Regions from separate parts of the Mus musculus genome. Here region 2 is linked to region 1. Evidence: chromatin contacts called from public Hi-C data. All regions are on one chromosome and are shown on one strand. Each heading gives the region's core, a stretch centred on a gene start, on an enhancer-like site or on the middle of the called end of the contact. The rest is flanking DNA. Distances are from core to core; before and after follow the strand shown.

Region 1 (6,719 bases), core at 3,480-5,979:
TGTCACTGAGGGCTGTGACTCACTCAGGTCACACATCTCTAGGTCCCCGGATGCAACTCCAGGTGCTGGCGCTAGAGACAAAATTCCCAAACACCTTCACACAGACTCTAGTTTTCTCATCATCGTTATGCAGAAACTCTGGTTCCATAAGGCTATGGAACTGCCTGGTTTTCAACAGCACTCCCCAACCTACTCGCTGATGGGGCCTCCTGGCTATTTTCTCCTCTCTGTCTCTCTTCACACTTGTGGTTTTCATTCGATACCACGTTCCCAGTAAACAGAAACTTGTAAGTCCTCAACATTTCCAATCCTGCAGCCCTCTTGGGTCTCCCTCTTCCAAATTCCATCCTTACACCACCCTGTCTTCTTTTAAACTATGGACCAGGTTATGTTGTTTTCTGTTCCATAAGGTGGGCCTACTCATTTCCTTAGCTAGACTGGAAGCCCAGATATGATGTTTCGGGTTGACTGAAATAGAGATTTTTATTCTTTAAACATATATCTATATATAGATCTTAAAACAATACTGAGGTTTTGGGGCATCAGGTAGGAAGAGCAAATTGGTCCTTACATACCCTCTGGATCCTAATACCTCCAATAGTTAGGCTTGGGTAGCTACATGGAGACTTCATTCTGCAGTATTCACCCCCAAAACCGGTTATTCTATGACTTCCTATGAATTATTCATCAGCCACACCCATCCCTGACCTGGAAGTATCGTGACTTCTTTCTACCCCTTCTCTTCCTAAAAAGAAGTGGAGTCTGAGTTCCTGCCACCGTTCCAATGATGATTAGGGCAATAGTCCTCTGAGTCACCAGCCTCTGGTTATGATTTTGCTGCTGGAAGGGTCAGCAGAAGAACCAGACTAGTCGGATGGACAGCAGCCTTGACCCTGCAGTCCCCAAACAAAATCAAACCTGTTCTGTCACCAGAACAGGTCCTGGGGAGTATCAGTCGGAGCCATTTCTGCTTTTATCAACATTCTCTCCAAACTTCCTCCAGTTTCCGCACCTTGACAACAATGTTTAGAATCCAGGCCTGACCCTGTGAAGGCCTCACAAGACTGTTGAAAACCCACATCATTGAAGCAAGAGCTTACCATCACGAAAATAACAGCTGGGGAGACTAGAATGGAAAAGATTGTAGGAAGTTCAAAGGGGGAGTATGCGCAGATCTGTGTTTGGACACATTCCTTCATCGTTTACTTAAAATGTACAAATATGAGAAAAAATATTTTAAAAAAGGATTCTATAGACACATGCAAAAGGGAGAGAAAATTGGACCGTGTCCCTCACTACAAGGCACCTTCTCCTTTCCACTCTCACCCAACACTATTCTTCTCTGCCTTTCTCCTAGTTTGCCCCTGAACAAGTCATTTACAAGAGGTGGCTGTCGTGGAGCATAAAAAAATAATTTAAAAAATCTTCAAAAGGCTGGCAGCATAAAAACCCCTGGCTCTGTCGTTTCTCTGTTTCTGCAAGCAGCAAAAGATCCATAATTCTCACACTTAATGTAATTCCAAGGCATCTAAAGTGATTTACAGTCGGTTTACTCAATACTTTCAGCTTTATTTAATGTAACAGTTATGGCACATAAAAAGTTTATTGACAATCCTTTGGGAGTGCGATTGAGTAAGAAAGAGTCATTGCTAATACCATTACAGGAACAGAAGGCAGGAGTCTCAGCCAGTTTCCCCTGTGACCTTTGTGGTTCCTCGAGCAGAGGTTACACAGGGAAGGGTCCTGCTCCACCTCTGTGCTCCTGTAGACCTTCGAGCTGTCCTGCCTGCCTGCTAGAGCCACCATCTTGGCTGGTTTGGTATCTCTTTCCAAGCCTGTCTGGCACTGACCTTGAATTAGCACCTTCAGTTTAGATGGCTCTGCAGTCGCCATTACTGTGCAGGGTCCAGGTTCAGCAAGGGCAGCTGAACAGGGAAAAAAAGAAAAAGAAAAACACTTTGTTATTTTTCCTCTCATGCTTTGTGCTCTATTTTAAAAGTAAAGACAGCAGTGACCATTTGACCCACCAGAGTTCAGCTTTCTCACTTCTAGTCCCCAAGAAAGTGGTCACTGAGAAGTAGGGAGACCCCCTTCCAGGCAAAACTTGCTCACTGGCCTAGAACTGGAAGATCTTTTCCTTCCAGTGGTTTCTGTTGGACAGAAAAGACTGAGATAGAACCTTGCCTCCAGATGTGTCCCTGATGTTTGATATCAGCCTCACCTCTTCCCCATGGCTTAAAGAAAGACAAGTCCCAGGAGACAAGAAAGGCCAAGGAACTAGACTCCCTTTTCTGTGAATTCAAAGAGATGGTAAGTTTTCTCTTGGACAGCACAGCACCGTGTGAATCCTGTGCTGGTATGTCTGTTGGGAACTTCTGAGAGCACAGGGGCCGATCGATCGGACTGCTCCACAGTGTAACATCAGCATTTGCTCTTGCCCAAATAAGCATCCAGTGCCTGTAGACACTGACTGCTCATAACTCCCCGAAACAGAGCCTCGAGCTTTGGGGAAGGATACATTTTACGCTCCAAGGGTTTTTTTGACAACTGAAGTGGGTGTTTTTCCCCCCACTTTCATACACAAAGTTAAAAACCTAGATCAAACATTCTCTATGAGCATAATTTCAAAGTAAATTGTTCAGCTTTCGCTTCTTCCTAAACAAAGTGCCCTGATCTGAAAGTTCCCAGTTTGTCTAGAAGCCACGGTGTGTGTGACAGCTGTTTCTCTGGGCGGTGTTCTGCTCTCGCAGTCTTCAGCTATTCTGACTCCAAAGCTATTCTTGCCTTTTGAGTCACACACAAAAATGATCTACACACACACACACACACACACACACACACACACACACGTGTTCTTATTTCCCCTTTGTTTAAATTTTTCCTTCTTTCTCTAATATCTATACTAAAGACATATATGTCTATAATGTGATTATATAATATAATATTACATATTATGTCTATAATAATAAACATTATTATAGACACATCTAACATATGTCTATTATAACCACTTCAGAAACTTGATTTTTATGCTGTGTTAATTTTTGTGTGGTAGTTTTCACGTTGCCCCTTCCAGAGTCTTTCCTAAGATGGTATTTATTGCTATCAGTTAAAAGTTGGGCAAAACAAGTAGCATATGGAGAGTGGTAGGGACATTTATATATGCTTACATGTTACTTTTTCAACTTTGCAAAATATCTGACAAGTATGCTCCTTAAGGGGAATGTAGCATTACCCCCCCCCAACACACACACACACACGTCCATTTTCTGGACAAGGGAGTGATCCCACTGTGCCTGTAAGGGCTTCAGAAAGTTCTCATGGCCTCTCAGCATTGGCTGGACTGACTTCCAGGTACCCAGTCTCCTGGATGTAGCTCCACACTGACTTCACCCGCTCGGGACATATGATTTGTAGAGACCAGTCTCTTCGTGTGTTTCCACAGTGGTGGTTCAGTTCCACCGTGAGGCTTGCTATCTTGTTAGAAAGGTTATGTCTAAGGGCATAAGACCTTGCAGGGCAGGTCTGGCAGAACAGGGTGCTACCCCCAGCCTCTACAGCAGGAAGCCATTTTGTGAGCACACAAAGGTATACCAAGGTCTATAGAGAAGTTCCTATCTTTCCACTCATTTATCTTTGTACCTGCATGCCCTTCACGATGTAGTGATCTTTCTGAGAAGATTCCCCTTTTCCTGGATACCTTTACAGGCATCCGGAGATCAGTGTGTGGCCGGCTGAGGTCTGCAGGTCTCAATCACTAATAGCCTTAGGTTTGAAAGGAGGACACTTGGGTGGTCCTTGAAACTCATATGCAATACTAATCAACTCCTGAATAAAGCCAGGAGTTTGCCATGTGCTTCTGCAGGCCCTCCAAGTTCAATGCTTTGTGAACAAGTTGGTCAGTAGGTACTAGAACACTCGGCAGGTGCAGACACTGGTCATTAGACAAGAGATCCAAACAGCACCTTACAAGTAGTAAATACCAACGCTAGGACCTGAGATCACACTCAGTGAAGAGAGCCTTTTGCGCTTGCCCTTGGGCCACATGGTTCAAGGCAAGGAAGGTCCTTGAACGTTAGCCAGCTCTAGGCCATGTAGAAGAGAGGAGAGCCTCCCTTTGAGTCCGCTCTACTCTCAGGCCTCACACGCAATTCCCTGAAAGACCTTGATCTCGCAAGACCGCACCAAGGAAACGCTCGATAAGTAGCAAGGCTTTCACTAGACTCGAGTGTGTTTTAGTTGAAAATCTGAAGACTCTGAAAACCTTCAAGATGGAGAAGAAAAGAAGAGAAAAGAAAAGAGAGGAGAAGAGAAGAGAAGAGAGAGAAGAGAGAAGAGAGAAGAGAGAAGAGAGAAGAGAGAAGAGAGGAGAAGAGAAGAGAAGAGAAGAGAAGAGAAGAGAAGAGAAGAGAAGAGAAGAGAAGAGAAGAGAAGAGAAGAGAAGAGAAGAGAAGAGAAGAGCAAGGCAAAGAAAAGAAAAGAAAAGAAAGGAAAGGAAAGGAAAGGAAAGGAAAAGAAAAGAAAAGAAAAGAAAAGAAAAGAAAAGAAAAGAAAAGAAAAGAAAAGAAAAGAAAAGAAAAGAAAAGAAAAGAAAAGAAAAGAAGTTTCTTCAGCATTAGGAACAGTGCATCCTGGCGCATGTGTGGGAATGAACCCCCTGACACTCAGGGATCAAAGGAGCCTTCCTGGTTGGGGTAGTTGTACCACTAGCCACCAGAGGGCAGCAGCGGGTCAGAACAACTGGTGAGAATAGCAGTAAGTTAATTTCTCAGGAAAGGGTTGAGAAATGAAGAGACACCCCAGGGGACTGCTTGGGATTCTTCTCCCAGGCAGATCCATTCTTCAGGGACAGTCTATCTGTCCCCAGACGCTGGGAGCACTGGCTGCTGAAGGCTTGCAGATGCATAGCTGCTGAGAATTGCCTGCCTAGGGAACTGTTCTCGGCCCAAGGTTATATGCCTTCTCCGGGGAGACAAATAATGATTGGCCACTGAAGGAATTGGGGAACTCTGCCTCAGTTTGTGATAACTCCTCAAGGACACGCAAGATCCAAAGTTTCAAGACTGGCTGAGGCTCGAAGTCTTCTAACCAACTCTGTCTTCCTGAAATCATAGGCATGTCTCCAAAAGCCATCTCTTGATGAACATGTCTGGCATTATTAGCCTCCAGGGTCCCCCGGTACAGCAACAACTACTCGACGTGGAGAATCGCAGCCGTTGAACCGAAACCTAGAAATAAAAGACACAGAGTAGGCCGAGGGGGGCTTGGGGGTAGGGTGTAAAATATGTACAATTTATTCACTGACACTTCAGAAGACATTTCCTTTTCTTTCTTCCTTCCTTCCTTCCTTCCTTCCTTCCTTCCTTCCTTCCTTTCTTCCTTCCTTCTTTCCTTTCTTTCTTCCTTCCTTCCTTCTTTTGGCGGGTGCAGGTTAAATGGCACTTGGGCTTGTAAGTCTTTTCTCCAGTGTACCTTCCTTCCCACATGTCCTCACATCATTGGGCTGACAGCGCCTCTCCCCTTCAAAGCCCCACCTAAGCAGCGCTTGCTCTATGTTGGCTGCAGTTGCTGCTGGGGTGGGGTGGTACCCAATTACTAAGCTGGGATCCCATCACACTTACTATGTAGACATAGCCAAAGGAGACCAACAACAACAACAATAAATAAATAAAATAAAATAATGAAATTCTCTGGCTCACTCCCCAATTTCCCTGAAATTGCATCCTGGACCATGTTGGCTTTTGCCTATTTTTTTTTTAAGTCCTCAGTAGGATCTCTTCAAAATAATACAGAGCCTGTGCCTTTCCTTGGCTTAAGTAAGAACCCCTCTATCAAACCTCCCATTGTTAAGGAAAGGGACTCCTACAATCACGAGCTGCAAATCCGGCATTTTGTAGCATGCTCAGAGGCCAGGCCTCCACGGGGAGATGACTGAACGGCCTATGGATTAATGTACTATTATTACATTACTCTTTAAGCTTCAAAGGTCTGCCAGGAGAGCTCAGCTCACTATCTATTCCATGACATTTTAAGAACAAATAATACATTAATATATTTAATTTGAGAATAAACACATACATTACAGGCAGGGGATTTTGTCTATGCTGATAAAGGCACCAGATGACCTTTCCGGAGCAATCCTGGCACGCAGGGCTGGAAGGGGACGTGTTCCAAAAACCAGTTTCTATCCGCTGTAACGTGCAAGCTCTGATGCTTGCTTGACCTGTGAAAAGCTGCAGCTTCCATGTTCTTCGGGGATGGGAGCTGTGGCTATAATTACTCCTCAGACTCTCATCTGCAGAAACACTAAATCTTACTGCCTCAAATTAGCTAATCAATTAAGTGTCAAACCACAAAATGTTGGAGATTTGGGGTTGTGTTTATTCTCTTGGCAGGCACTTCCTCCCTCCGCCTCTTGGACTCCTCTCTCTTCTCCTTGCAGGGGAGCTGGCTTTTAAAAAATGACTGGTCACCCATTGTTTATTTCTGGCTTGTAAGCAAAACACAGTTGAAGTTACATAAGCCCGAAGCCCAGGACTGACTAAATCTACCCTGCAATTGATAGGTTGGCTACTGTTCAAGCCGGGCTGTGTGTTCTCTGGGACCTTTCTTGGGACTAGCTTAAAGGAGAGCGAGGTTGATATGCCAGCCAGCATCTTTTTCAGTGTCTGCCTAGGCTGGCCATTTCGGAGCCAGCATAATTGACTGGGAGTCTTGTT
Region 2 (7,371 bases), core at 862-3,361, 150 kb before region 1:
CCTCACAGAGGTGCTCTGAGGATAAATAAGCCCCATTAGTGACAGAACTCAGAGAGTCCCCATGAGAAGGGCTTTGCATCGATGCACAGTTACTATTGGCCTTGTGTTAGGATATCAAGTGGCAGGGTTCTAGAAAGCATGTGGCAATTGGAAATACTGTTGTCACCCTTCTTGGGAAATAGTGTGTTATGCAGTGGTCCTCTCACATTCAGTCCTTCTGAGGAAGTACCAAATTGTCTCTTGCTTGCCTGAGCCGGTTTCTAGCATTCCAAAGATGAGGTCAAGAATCTGTGCAGAGCGGCAACAGAGAAGAACGTCAACCTTCTCCTTCCAAAACCAACAAATTGTAGTTTCACTCCAGAGGGATAGCAGGGTGCTAAGAGGAAGATGGACAGGGAATGGATTGACTTCTAAACAGCAGAAATGTGCCTAGTGTCCTCTACAGCTTGGTTCTCTCTGTGTCCATCATAGTCTACTACTTTGAAGTCACTGAGACCAAAACTTCTATTGTGACCTCATAACTCTCATTTTCTTGACAGTCACCTACAATTTGCACCCTGGTCTTCTTAACCAGGGACCAGATAACCATGAGGTTGGCCTTTGTTCATCTTTCTAGGTATCTCTTGGCCAAGGTATCTCATAGAGCTTTGAACCATATTCATGCTTACTGAAACTTTATTTGTTCTATTTTCTCCTACTCTGAGTTTTCCATACAAAGACTGACAGGTCCTCCTATATAAAAACTTTTGCCCCTCCCACCATCTGTCCCCTGCACCAAGGGTTAACTCTATTGTGTCTTGCCCAGGTCAGTCTGACGTGTGGTCCTCTTCTCTTCTTTCATGGCAATGTCATAGTCCTAAAGTTTGCTCTTCTGGTCAGTTTCTTCAGAGAGATAAAGACCCTACCCTTGTTGTCTCTGAACATTTAAGATGCTGAATGCCACATGATAGTAGTTGATTGTCTAGTAAATGTTGAGCATGTGGTAGCAATGATGTTATAAATGTTCCAGGTCCCATTTTCTAGCATGATTATCCAAGGCTAGTGTTCCAGTGAGAGGAAGTTAGTTATTGAGAAGCCAAATGTGACCAACTTTCCACTAGTTGCATTCACGTGGTGCATAGTTGAGCTGGAGGAATTAGCTTAACCCAATTCTAGACATAAGAGGTTAGTTATGGGCATTTATGGGACAGCCATAACTTGAGATTGGATGGAGTAGGGAAGTATGGAAACACATAACAATTGTGTTGGTTTGAATATGCTTGGCCCATGGGAAGTGGCACTATTAGGAGATGTGGCCTTGTTAGAAGAAGTCCATCACTGTGGGGGTGGGGTTTGAGATATTATGCTCAAGTCCTTCCTGGTGTGAAATGGACCTTCCTACTGGCTGTCTGCAAAAGACCCTCCTACCTGGCTGCCTTTGGATCAAGATGTAGAATTTTTGGCTGCTCCATCACTGTGTCCACCCGGATACTGCCTTGCTTCCTGCCATATAATAATGGACTGAACCTCTGAAACTATAAGCCAGACCCAGTTAAAAAAAATTATGTATAAGAGTTGCCTTGATCACGGTGTCTCTTTGCAGCACTAAAACCCTAACCAAGACAATAATCCTCAACTGCAATTGTTCTTCAGCTCAACATTTCCTCATGACAAGAGAAACAAATGTTTGAAAATTGTGTGTGTGTGTGTGTGTGTGGAGGGGGGAATACTCATATCATCATGAAGAGATTCTTCATGATAGAATTATTCTCTTCCTGTGACTTGGAAAAATGTGGAGGATAGCAGGAGATATTAAATGGATGGGCAGAGTGGAGATGGAGTTAAGTGAAGGGCAGAGAATTATCTTCACTACTTCCCTACATGGGCCCCCTAGGGAGCAGGGCCTAGGTGGCACCCACTGGCAGGAAGAGTCACAGGCAGAAGTAGTAGGTTGACTGTTCCACTGGGGTCTGATTTCTCAGCTACTGCGAGGGTCTCAGGATAGATAGATGTGCAAAGCCATCCCCTCAGCAGCACCCACACAGGACACTGACAGTCTGTGGAGGTGACAGTGCTCTTATACACGGGGCAGAAAGGACTCTGGCCCTTGGCTCAGGGGAACAGATGGGCGAGGAGAGGGGCATCCCCAGGAGATTGGGCAGCTGAACAGCTCCCAAGCCCAGCATGAGCCACATGTAACATATGGCTTAATTTCCTCTCAAATTAGACACTTGATAAAAAAAGTTATTATATCTGTCAAATTGCCAGGGCATTTTATGGATGTGATAAACTAAGAACCACTGCTTTACAAACCTTGATGGGATGTTTCAGTACCTGAAAAACAATTTTATGGCCGCCCAGGCTACTAACAAATTGCAAATACTGATTAAGCCATAAAGTTACAACAACATTAAAATATAATGAGAGGTTATTGCATGAGGGAAAGCTTTTAAGCAACAGCCACAGCTACACTCAGCTCTCAGGTCAGCTTTGGCTCTGTCTGGAAGAGGAAGGCATTTCAGGACTGGGTGGTCCCTGCAGGGGCCAGGCCTGGCTCTCTAGATGTCTGGTGACATTTCTTCCAGGACACAGCAGAGCCCAGAGACAAGGCCTTTAATTGGAGCTTAAAGACATCAGGCTGTGAGTACTGAATATCTATGCTTTGAAAGCTAGTGACACGGAAGTTGCCAGAGAAGGAAATCCCTGTATATCTCACTTGTTCTGGCTCATGCTTGATGCTTCATGACCCTTGGTCTTCACTTCCAACAGACTCTGCTCCCAGCCTCTATGATGGGGCCCAGTCTAACACTCAGTGCTTAGCTCTTAGGAGAGAGTCATGAATAGACCTACTTTCTCCTGTTCAAAAGCTGTAGGCTGCTGAGAGAGAAGCATGAGATAATAGAAACAGATCAGAGTTTACTAGAGCCGGCCAAGTCATCCCATAATATCCACAACTAGGAGGAGAAGAGGGTGCTGTTGTTGCTCTTGGCTTCACTACACTCCAGTGAGGACAAGCTATTGGAGAATTCCCTGATCTCTCACCCAAGGAAGCAATACTTCTTGTTTGGGTCACTGGTCCAAACTTTTACCCAAGAGAAATGTCCATAGCAGTCCATCCTACCTGAGTTGGCCTCTAGCTCTACTTAACTCTAGCTTAAAACTCTGGGCCAAAGACTGTGTAAGCCAGTGAGCCCATGCTGCTCAGAGTGATGGGATTTCCTCTCCATCCTCGGACCTGCAATCATTGGTGGGCTTCACTGGATTCTCCATTTCCCTAAAACTTGCCAGCTTCTCAAAGCTGATAGTTGGCCTTTTCTTCACTCAGGGTTTCCTTTCCTGAGCCTGGATCACAGCGTAATATGGGGATGTTTTACATTTTATCCAGGGAAAAGAAGAGTGGGGATGTATACCACACATCATCTGATTGGACTAAACAGAGTTCGATACTCTCAGGAAACTTGTGTTACCAGTTGCTATGGCCCAAAGGGAAGCTTCTGACAAAACGATGGTAGAGGAATCCAGACTCAGGACTTACTGGCTGAGGGGGCTGAAGTAGGCAATTAGCATCCTGAGGCTTTAATTTTTTGTCTTTTATGCAATGTTTGTAGATCGTTTGTATTCATGCTATACATATTATTTGTGCTTATTATCATTTAAATTACCTACTCATTGGTTTCTGTGGAGGGTAAATGAGTGAAGAAATGTTAGGATGGATCTGGTCCCTTATAAAGTCCTCCATGCTTCAGTAGGCCTTACTGAGATCCACTATGGATTAGGTTCTCTGAATTTGTTAGTTTTCCTGAGCCTGAATTTGCCAAATACCCCAGGAGAGCCAAGACCTTGAGCTCTGCCTCTCTGAATTGCCCCGAACAACTGGGACTGCAGGAGTGAGTTACCATATCTGGCTTTTCTGTTTGGATTTAAATGATAATATCAGATGATAATAACTTACATTAACATCAAAATAACTATTACTAGTTTTTAAAAGGAATTATTTATTTATTTTATGTGTATGAGTACATGGTAGCTGTCTTCAGACATATAAGAAGAGGGCATCGGATCCCATTATGGATGGTTGTGAGCTACCATGTGGTTTTTGGGATTTGAACTCAGGACCTCTGGAATAGAAGTCAGTGCTCTTAATCACTGAGCCATCTCTCCAGTCCACTATTACTAGTTTTGCTTTATAAATGCCAAAACTGAGTGGGGCTTCAAGAGCAAAATCACATGACCATAGCTAGCCAATGGCAGAGTTGGAATTCAAAGGTAATTTGGTCTAATTTCTAGCATGTGAGACCATCATTTAGAGAACCTTGTGGGGCTTTGAAAGCCTCGTGTAAGTGTTGGCAGTTACCTGAGAAACTAAGAACATGTATATCACCCTTCTATTCCTCTCATCTACCCTGAAGAGCTTGGCTGCCTTACACAGGACACAAACTGCAATCCTGTCACCCTTGACTCCAGGAGCTGCTCCAACTCTTGGTTGCCTTGGGCACTAGTATGGTTAAGCCATCTGGTGGGCCACTTTGTGACAGACTGCCCCTCCTGCTCAGACAGTTCCTGTCCAAGTCCTCAGGCTCTGTGCAGCGAGCAGCATGCCTGAGAGCAGCCTCAGTGGGGATGAACAGATGTAAATTGGGAAGACAGGCAGCCCATCTTTCATCTTTCCACTGTATTGTTTGTTGGAAGGAGATGAGCAGAGTAGGAGAACAGTGTCCCCTGAGGCACTTTTTGAACTTGCAGGGTATGGTGAGGTTAGTATGCAACGAACAGATACATTGTTTTCAGAGCACCTTGCTTTTTCCTTTCTACTCAGTCACAATTTGGTCTTCTAAATTTAACACTTCTTAAGTACTTAGGAAAGACTATCAATCTACCAGGCACCGGGATCAGTAATTGAATAAGCGATGGAGTGCACTCTAAAGACCGTTGGGGTAATAGACAATTGAAACTTGCACACCCTTTCAGTGTGCTGAAGGCTGTCAGCATCCTTGCCGATAATAGGGATGGGAGAAAAGATGATGAAGACCTCAATCCATCTCGAAGAGGTTCTGAGTCCAAGATCCAGGTCAGAGGAAATTCAGAGGATCAGATGCTGAACCCTGCCCCACCTACTTGCTGTGGAAATATGAACGGTGGCGGCCAACATCCATGTAGCTCTTCACTAAGAGCTACAACCCCTCAAATCAGGCAACCATCATTGTGAGTCCTGTTTGATAAATTAAAAATCAGTGGCTTGGAGAGATTGTGCCATTTTCCTGGCATGACCAGCTTTATCCTTACTTCCCAGACCACGGCTATATCTTCTGTACTAGCTAGGATTCCACCATCTTTAGCTGCCATATTGGCACATTCCCAGCTTCTAGAATCAAGTCCTGTAAACACTTCTGTGTTGTAGAATGAAACATAAATTTCTAGGGGTTTTAACACAGAAGTGGCTTTCCCTGTATCGTTGGCCCTACCTTTGTGCCTGTGATCTACAAAAGCAATTTCCACCAGAGAGAGTGTTTCATACCTACTACTTGCCTCCCTTCCCCAGTAAGGAGAATAGACAGGCATACAGTTTCAGTACTACTGTATGTACAATGTACCCTCAGCTGGAACCCCTCCCAGGTAGTTCAGGGAGTAGAGGCATAGCAGGGATGGGCACAGAGGTGGGCAGGGGCTCTATGAGGTGGTTGAACAGTGGCTGGCAAAGGTGGTAACAATCTTTTTGCTATTTTTGCTCATCCAAAAGCATGCCTTGTGACTCGGATGAACTCAGAAACAAAGTAGCCTTCTCCTTGCCAATGAGAGTGGAAATGTGCTGTGTCAGCAAGACAAAACCTCTCCAGCGGGTTCCTCCATGGAAGCTATTAGAAATGAAGAGGAGGAGCGGTCGCCATCTTGGTCCGGGACCCGCCGAACTTAGGAAATTAGTCTGAACAGGTGAGAGGGTGCGCCAGAGAACCTGACAGCTTCTGGAACAGGCGGAAGCACAGAGGCGCTGAGGCAGCACCCTTTGTGGGCCGGGGACAGCCAGCCACCTTCCGGACCGGAGGACAGGTGCCCGCCCGGCTGGGGAGGCGGCCTAAGCCACAGCAGCAGCGGTCGCCATCTTGGTCCTGGACCCGCCGAACTTAGGAAATTAGTCTGAACAGGTGAGAGGGTGCGCCAGAGAACCTGACAGCTTCTGGAACAGGCAGAAGCACAGAGGCGCTGAGGCAGCACCCTGTGTGGGCCGGGGACAGCCGGCCACCTTCCGGACCAGAGGACAGGTGCCCGCCCAGCTGGGGAGGCGGCCTAAGCCACAGCAGCAGCGGTCGCCATCTTGGTCCGGGACCCACCGAACTTAGGAAATTAGTCTGAACAGGTGAGAGGGTGCGCCAGAGAACCTGACAGCCTCTGGAACAGGCAGAAGCACAGAGGGGCTGAGGCAGCACCCTGTGTGGGCCGGGGACAGCCGGCCACCTTCCGGACCGGAGGACAGGTGCCCGCCCGGCTGGGGAGGCGACCTAAGCCACAGCAGCAGCGGTCGCCATCTTGGTCCGGGACCCGCCGAACTTAGGAAATTAGTCTGAACAGGTGAGAGGGTGCGCCAGAGAACCTGACAGCTTCTGGAACAGGCGGAAGCACAGAGGCGCTGAGGCAGCACCCTTTGTGGGCCGGGGACAGCCGGCCACCGTCCGAACCGGAGGACAGGTGCCCGCCCGGCTGGGGAGGCGGCCTAAGCCACAGCAGCAGCGGTCGCCATCTTGGTCCGAGACCCGCCGATCTTAGGAAATTAGTCTGAACAGGTGAGAGGGTGCGCCAGAGAACCTGACAGCTTCTGGAACAAGCAGAAGCACAGAGGCGCTGAGGCAGCACCCTGTGTGGGCCGGGGACAGCCGGCCACCTTCCGGACCGGAGGACAGGTGCCCACCCGGCAGGGGAGGCGGCCTAAGCCACAGCAGCAGTGGTCGCCATCTTGGTCCCGGGACTCCAAGGAACTTAGGAATTTAGTCTGCTTAGGTGAGAGTCTGTACCACCTGGGAACTGCCAAAGCAACACAGTGTCTGAGAAAGGTCCTGTTTTGGGCCTTCTTCTTCGGCCAGGAGGAGGTCCAAATACAAGATATCTGCGCACCTTCCCTGTAAGAGAGCTTGCCAGCAGAGAGTGCTCTGAGCACTGAAACTCAGAGGAGAGAATCTGTCTCCCAGGTCTGCTGATAGACGGTAACAGAATCACCAGAAGAACAATCTCTAAACAGAGTCAACTATAACTACTAACTCCAGAGATTACCAGATGGCGAAAGGTAAACGGAGGAATCTTACTAACAGGAACCAAGACCACTCACCATCACCAGAACCCAGCACACCCACTTCACCCAGTCCAGGGAACCCCAACACACCTGAGAACCTAGACCTAGATTTA

The links. A called contact is a pair of places that touch in the nucleus more often than the background predicts.
Region 2: a Hi-C map of cerebellar granule neurons shows a contact between it and region 1, with 2.8 times the contacts expected there. The contact joins two enhancer-like sites. A contact is called at or near these places in 5 of 484 Hi-C or Micro-C datasets (brain, cerebellar granule neurons, cerebellum and 2 more) and 1 of 115 datasets of contacts at active chromatin or transcription factors (fibro-adipogenic progenitors).

Annotation. Positions count from the first base shown.
Region 1 is chr8:26,441,286-26,448,004 of GRCm38.p6, reverse strand. No RefSeq gene overlaps it. Among named protein-coding and RNA genes, the nearest start is that of Gm31898, 5.2 kb to the right of the region's middle. Within about 2 kb of position 4,729, at least 7 of the 459 cell types and tissues checked have an H3K27ac peak or open chromatin away from gene starts, as enhancers often do. A contact at or near this core is called in cerebellar granule neurons and cerebellum, where this site is marked.
Region 2 is chr8:26,586,186-26,593,556 of GRCm38.p6, reverse strand. No RefSeq gene overlaps it. Among named protein-coding and RNA genes, the nearest start is that of Gm39149, 10 kb to the right of the region's middle. Within about 2 kb of position 2,111, at least 6 of the 459 cell types and tissues checked have an H3K27ac peak or open chromatin away from gene starts, as enhancers often do. A contact at or near this core is called in cerebellar granule neurons and cerebellum, where this site is marked.